Linked DNA regions of Xenopus laevis: region 2 is linked to region 1. A link is a contact called in public Hi-C data. All regions are on one chromosome and are shown on one strand. Each heading gives the region's core, a stretch centred on a gene start, on an enhancer-like site or on the middle of the called end of the contact. The rest is flanking DNA. Distances are from core to core; before and after follow the strand shown.

Region 1 (3,631 bases), core at 1,071-3,570:
GATGCTTTTTACTGTCATAAGTCAGCTTATCAACTGTTTGATTACCTTTCATTACTTTCCCATTACTTTTGTTTTTTTTTTTTTTCAATAAATTTTGTTTTTGGTCTAAAAATAATTCTCACTATGTAGGTGGTGGTAATCAATTCAATAGTATGTAAAAGGTGCATAAGCTTGCTTTTATAGCCTGACAGAGGACATGCAGTCTCTTATATGTCCAGTAGAGGGAGCCATTAATCTGTTTTTCGTGATGTTGCTCCATGCTTATTTTACAAGTATTCATTACATAACATTTAATGAAGAGGTATGGGCTTCTTTAAATGTTATGTTCTCGCTAATTTAAAAAAATAAATACAGCACATGTATAAAAATTACAGAATACTATTTATTATTATATTAATTGTATAGTTGAAAGTAAACTGCCTTAGAAATGATATCCTTTATTAAGAATAGATAGAAGTGCAAAAGAGACCCCTCCCAAAAAGAAATTTTTAGAAAAAGGTGGGATATTTTCATTTTTAAGGAGACCTGTGCCCAAGCAAAAACAATAAAAATTGAGCCTCCAAAGTGTGAACTAGCACCTATTAGGATGCTTAAACGTTGCAAGGTATACGTTTCCTTTTAAATTGCTTAACTATTCTTATAGTTGGTTATAAAACTAAGTCAAGAGGAGTAAGCTCGGAGTCCTACAGCTTGCCATACTTGGGATGGCAGTTGCAAATTTTGGTAGCTCAATAGCCTAATCCCCCCCCCCAAGAGCCTTCAGTGACCAATTTTTTTTAAATGTTAAGGTCCCCATAGACGACCGATTTAAGCGAAGTCCGACCGATCGTTCATAATTATCGTGCGGTTAGTGGGATTCGAACGATCGTACATCTTACCATTTTTTGGCCGACATCTGTCAGAAAATTGATCAACCAGGTTAAAAAATCTAAAAATCCCTATTTTATTTTCAGTCACCTGGCTAGACTAAAATTGCATCGAATGCAGAACACATACAATCGCAACCACCTATAGTTTGTGCTTCGAAACACATACAAAGTATTAAAGTGTATACATTGTCCTTTTTCTAGTGCAGCTGCAGCAGCCTTTGTTGTTACATTGAGAGGTGAAGCTGCTGACATTGAATTCTAGAAAAACTGTGTTTCAGGTCAATTCAGCGGCCTGGTCACTGGTGGGGTCAGTGATCAAACCTCATGGGTTTATAAAATGCAGTGCATGCGAATACTTTAAAATGGAAAATTTTGAGACACCTTAAGATTTTCATAAATATACTGGTAATATACAAAACAAAGTGTGTATGTCAGGCTGGCAATCATACCTTGCACCGCCCCATGTACAGTATTTGGATACCATGCATTGTATGTCTGCCTAAAGCAGGGCTATTAACATGGCAGTTGTTGCTTAGGCGTTCAATTGTTTGTTTTTTAAAAAAAATATTGCAGATGTCATTTTCCAAACAAAGTATTTGTAATGTCATTTGATAACTGCTATTTTGACTCAAAGCTCTGCATGATTTTAAAAGGAATATCGTCTTCTGTAAATGCATATTGGCTACATTTTATGACAAAGTAAATCGGTTTCCTATAATATGGCATTGTTTTGTCAGTTGAAAGTGCACAAGGGCATTTATCACCTACACGTAGGCCTCACGTAGATGAGTTCCACCAGAAAAGGTCAGACAATAGTTTTACCAAATGTTGCTTATTATAGACGTGTGAAATTCCACACAATCTCTTGTCTTCAGAGAGGATAAATATTGCTAGTTGTGCATTAAGACGTACCCTTTTCGCCCATAATTAAAGTTAGTATGTTTTTTTTTGTGTGTGTGTGTTGTATATGGAAAAGCGATTAATTTTCTGAAGTCGCCCGAAGTTTTGTTGTGAGGCAACTATGGAAAATGAATAGTTCCGAGTGCCATCCTGCCGCCCGACTAATTTCCCTGAATCTGCCTGTGTGCTGTAACCCTTACAGGGGCTGATATGTTAAGTGGGAGCATTCATAGCCACTGTTACAAAGTATAAGGGGTGTTGGCAATGTAGTGTATTGTTTTACTAACCACATCTGAGTGAATAGTTTCAAGTAGACCTGGATTAACTGACGAGTACATACTACCTTTGCATGTAAAAGATCCTTTTAACAATACGTGTACTCTTTCTAGCCCCAGGTGAAACTTGCCTTCAGTTGATGTAATGAATACAATGCAAGATGTATAATGCAGGTCACAAGAAGGATTTCATTCTTTCCTGGTTTCATTGCAAGTCTGGGACTAGCCCTGTGCCTTCACCCCTCTGTATGAACCTTGTGTTCTGGGAATGTGATATACACCAGATGACCTTTGTTTGCTGAGATGCGCCGGTGGCAGGTGATGCAAGTGCAGAGCAAGCATTGCTTGTTGGGACAGAATGACATTTCAAAGGACACGTGCTTGTAATACGATGATTGTACTTTTAATATCACATGAGGCAATCGGGTTATCTCCTGAATGTGAGTGCAGATACATTATGTGCAGTGTGCTCATCCAATAAAAGTTAAGGAATTGGCTCTGACGGTTTAGATTTGTCTGTAATTTTCTGTAGACAGGTAAAGGGGATATCTAAAATGAACTCAGGCAAGCTACTTTCTGGTAATGGAAATATAGTTACAAATGGCCATAGACATGCAGATTATTAGGTTGTATCAACCGTTCCAACCTGCAACTAACCTTTCAGATTAAAATAAAGTAGTAAAGAGAAGAAATCACACAATGCTCGGGCCATCCGTTGACAGGCAGCAATCGTAAGAAAGTAATGTCGGACAAATAGTAGTGACAATCACCCACGGATATTGTCACATAGGCAATACATGCTGCGAAATTTTTGGTAGCCCATATAAATCTTTAAACCTGTCAGATCGACTGACTGATCGATCGCCATGGCATGAAAAATGTAAGGGCACTACAAACCGCGTCTGAAAATTGTATGAATCTGTTTTGTGGCACACACACACGCGCGCGCAAAATTAGCATGTAAACATTAAGCTACTGTATACTATGCCATCAACATATTCTCAAATATAAATGTATTTTTTTTTCTTTAGCGTAATGCACAAAGCAATATTTGATTTTCCATATCTGTCCATTGCACTCGCTTCTGGTTCTGTTGTAGTATACAGCAACAGATAAAACATAAAACACTGACACTGTTTTTGGTACAATATTTCAGGGACTAAAAGCTGTGAAATAGTATTGAAGGAGCAGTTGGAACTTCTCTCCATATGCAGAGAGGACAGCTCTCTGTGCCTTTAGCCTGAACAGTCAACTGCTGCAAGTCGTGGGAAAACATCCGTTTTTTCTCACAAGCAATTTGGTTGTGAAAGGTTCCCCCCCCCCCCTTACTTACACTTCTGCCCTTTTATTGATACTACAGCCTGTCACAGCTGTGATAACCTTTCCACTTAGGGGTTGTGGTTTGAGGCCTCACTCATGTTTGTTTGTTTGTTTTTTTTTTTTTTGTCTAAAACTTTTTTTTTTAACCAGACAACCAAGTTTTATTTATAAGCAGCGAATAATACCCGCTGTGCATTATTCTGGCAGAGGGCAGCTGATATTTACCCAGCAAAAAAAGTGCTAGATGGATAAGCAACGCTGTACAGT
Region 2 (3,494 bases), core at 367-2,866, 36 kb after region 1:
AGCCTTGTGCAATATTACTGTAATGTATATAGATGTTCCCAAAGACTAGATAGAATGACATGATAGGGCTAGTCCACCTTTACGTTTGTATAACTTTTTGTGTGTTATAGAAGGTCCTGTGCTTGACAACTTCTCAACTGATCTTCCATTTTTTTTTTTTCTCCAGCTTGCAATTTAAAATGCAATCTGAAATTGGGATTCACTGACCCCGACAACTAAAATACTACTGCTCTGTCAGGCTATAATTGCATTGTTACTTTTTATTACTCATCTTTCTATCCACACACCCTCCAATTTACATCTCATTCAAACCACTGTCTGGTTGCTAGGGTAAACTGGACCCTAGTAACCCGATAGCAGCTGAACAAAAAGCTAGTTACTTAAGAAAACCACAGACAATAAAATATTTAGAGCAAAAGCAGAGGGTCTCTAGTTTATTAAATATTAATTTAAAGTGAAATGTTCCCTTTTCAAGTGCTTTTACTAAGTTTGAGTCCTTCATCCGGAGAGAATGATTCCCACAAAAGACTAATCTCAAAGTTCATTTCATGTATAAACAACAGTGTAGTTCAAAGTGCCCTTCAGAGGAAATAATGTTTCTACATACACATTAAGAAGTTTTGCAGCCTCATACACCCCAATGGTGATGGTCCTCTGCAGTTTGGCCGTGCGGAGCACCTCCTCCAACGCGTTTCCCACCGACTCCATCCTGCCAATGATACAAGACAAACGCATGAGCATCTGAGCAAAGCATGCAAACGGGACTTGGGAGCTATTCCCTATACCTATAGCATCTTAACCATTCATGAGTCAGGCACTATGTAAGCAATTTCAGTAACAACAGGCACTAATGAACTTTCTTAGATGTACAAACACATTATATATCTTGTTGCAGAGTCCATATAGCACATATTTTCACTTACAAAGGAAAAGCTTGCTCAGCCTAAAAATGAGCACTGGATTATGCCGTGAGGGATGCTGGGAGCTGTAGTCCAATGCAAACAGCAGGGTCACAGCTTTAAAGATCAGCCATTGGGTGTTTAGCATTCAGATCTGGATTGTATGGGATACAGACTTGCTGCACCAGCAATGGAAAGAAGCCAATAGGCAAGTGGGATGAAGGCACCTCAGGACAAGGGGAAAACTGCACATTTGGGAGGCTCTGCAACTGGTCACTGCACTTTAACCCAATTAGTACATGGGGCCCTTCTAATAGCAGAGAGACACACACAGCAGTGCAGGGGAGGCATGTGCACATCACACAACTCCCATGTTGCACAATCCTTTTGCACTGACCACAACAAATCCTCTCTGACGCAGACAAATTCTTCTAAGTACCCCAAAAAGCAGCACAGACGAGCACTATAACCGGCCCTTCGTAGCAAGTGATCTTACTTTCCAATGGTCTGATCCGCAGACAGTTGATCCTCCAGAGTCATATTATACAGCTGCACACGTTGCACTCCTCCCTAGCTCTGCACAGATCCACTGGAGGCTGAGGCAAGTGAGGCTCTTTCTGGGAACTGGAAAGTTTCACTGAATTGACACGACAGCTCAGCACTATCCCGTGCTCTCCACTTGCTGACTCCACACACTCTACTCTCACGCGCTCACTAGCCCGGCTTCATACGCAAACACTCAACCAACCACAGCTCTCCTCATTTGCGTATCACGCTGCTGATTGGTTCATGTAAATCAAGCTGCCGGTCATACACATGACCTCTTCTGCTGCTTTGGGAACAGAGAGTACAGAGAGTCCAGGGGCGGGGCATACTATGGACCTGCCTTGTGACTGGCTGACTACAGTTGCCAGGTGCTGAACATTGTGTAAATAACCCTTTCACTGCTGAGAACTATGGAACCTTTTATATAGTTATAGAAAAGTTAGTCCTTTAACAATTGCATGCTTTTGCATTAAAATTACAGAGAATGACACATAAGGTTATTTGCCAGTACTTTGATGTTCACCTTTAATAATAAAATACCTTTTATTGCTAGCATAATATAATATAACCTTACACATCCCAAAATCATCCCACTGGGGGTCCCAATATAATCTTCTGTATATGAGATTCTTTTATTTGAATCTGGCCCCTACTATCCGCAGGGCATGTTGCAGTATGTGTTCCCATGGAAGAGTCCCTGCACACTGCTCTAGCCGATTGTTGGAGTAAGTAACTGTTAATGGGATATACATTGCTCCAGGCCCTGTTTCCAATGAATATTTACCTGCCTGTGTGCGTAAGATAAAAATAACAATCATTTTATTCACATTTGGGCAAGAATGAGAACAGTAGAGATTGTCTCAAAGACTATAAGAGCAATGGTAAATAGGTTATGATCAGGAATCACTGTGTTAGTTGTAGAAGTCACTGTAAGTAAGTGTCAGAGGTTACTTGTGTACTTGCCCTTCATTTCTGGAACCCTCCCCCTGATCTGAAAACCTACATACAGTGGTGTAAGTAGATGTTACTTGGCCCCACAGCATATTAATTTTAGGGCCCCCAATATCCAGAGGTTGTCCTTTTTCCAAATATATGTTGAAATTGCTTATTAATTAGGGTCTCATGGATCCCCCTATACCACCTGGGCCCCCTGCAGCCACAGAGTCTGCGTCCTATGTAGTTACGCCCCTGCCTGCACCTCATTCCATTTGTAGGTCACAGGCCTGGACTGGCAATCTGTAGATTCTGGCTAATGCCAGAGGGGCTGCTGTAAGATGCCATATAGATACTCACTATTTAATGGGCTGGTAGGAGACAGTTTGGGCCTCTCTGTACCTAAAATGCCTGGGCCTATTTTGAACCCCAGTCAGGACCTGGTCACAGTAAGGCCCTAAAGTTTTTTTCAGACAGCTGTGCTTTCCATGCAGTTCAGTAGGGAATATAATTTCCCCTTCTGGCTTACTATGTATGTTTAGTGAAATATATTGGCATGCATTATTCTGCAAAATAAGTTGTTTGATTTTAATGCCTGATTAATGTATTAATGGGAACAGCTTCTTTTGCTCTGCGCACACAGATAAAAGAATCCCTAGACACAGAACAGTGACTTCCAGTGGCCATATGCTAGAATGCTTGGATGGCTTTATAATGCTATACCTAATTACCCATCATTTATTGTTTCATGAATACATAACTGGCACCTTTCAGTAATTCTGTGTATTAGCTGGGTCTTCTGGTTGTCTTTATTAGCCCATTGTACAGACCCAGTGGGTCTCATGCTTTGCTTACAATCTTCAGACCCAGGATAATCCCCAAAAATGGAATAATAATGGAGAAAAGCCAGAGTGGGGATTTTCATTTTCAGGTTAATAACCAGAATAAACACCATTTCCAGGCCTGGATTTGTGGAGAAGCCAGTAACATAACTAGAGGGGGACGGGCCCCCCCACCCCGTGAGCTGCCGGGGGGCCCTGAGGGGGTGAGGGCCCTGGCCCAATCGCAACCCCTGCTCCCCCGGTAGTTACGTCACTGGGAGAGGCCACCAAGGCC

What was found. A called contact is a pair of places that touch in the nucleus more often than the background predicts.
Region 2: a Hi-C map of the XTC cell line shows a contact between it and region 1, with 2.0 times the contacts expected there. The contact joins the promoter of gadd45a.L here to the enhancer-like site in region 1. A contact is called at or near these places in 2 of 4 Hi-C or Micro-C datasets (the XL177 cell line and the XTC cell line).

The regions. Positions count from the first base shown.
Region 1 is chr4L:78,168,156-78,171,786 of Xenopus_laevis_v10.1, forward strand. The region is part of intron 2 of gng12.L (guanine nucleotide binding protein (G protein), gamma 12 L homeolog); the gene reads left to right. Among protein-coding and RNA genes, the nearest start is that of gng12.L, 24 kb to the left of the region's middle. Within about 2 kb of position 2,321, at least 4 of the 7 cell types and tissues checked have an H3K27ac peak or open chromatin away from gene starts, as enhancers often do.
Region 2 is chr4L:78,205,000-78,208,493 of Xenopus_laevis_v10.1, forward strand. It overlaps gadd45a.L (growth arrest and DNA damage-inducible protein GADD45 alpha), which reads right to left and starts at 1,617. Exons shown (of 4, transcript XM_018258205.2): 1 at 1,396-1,617; 2 at 608-709. The coding sequence starts at 1,439.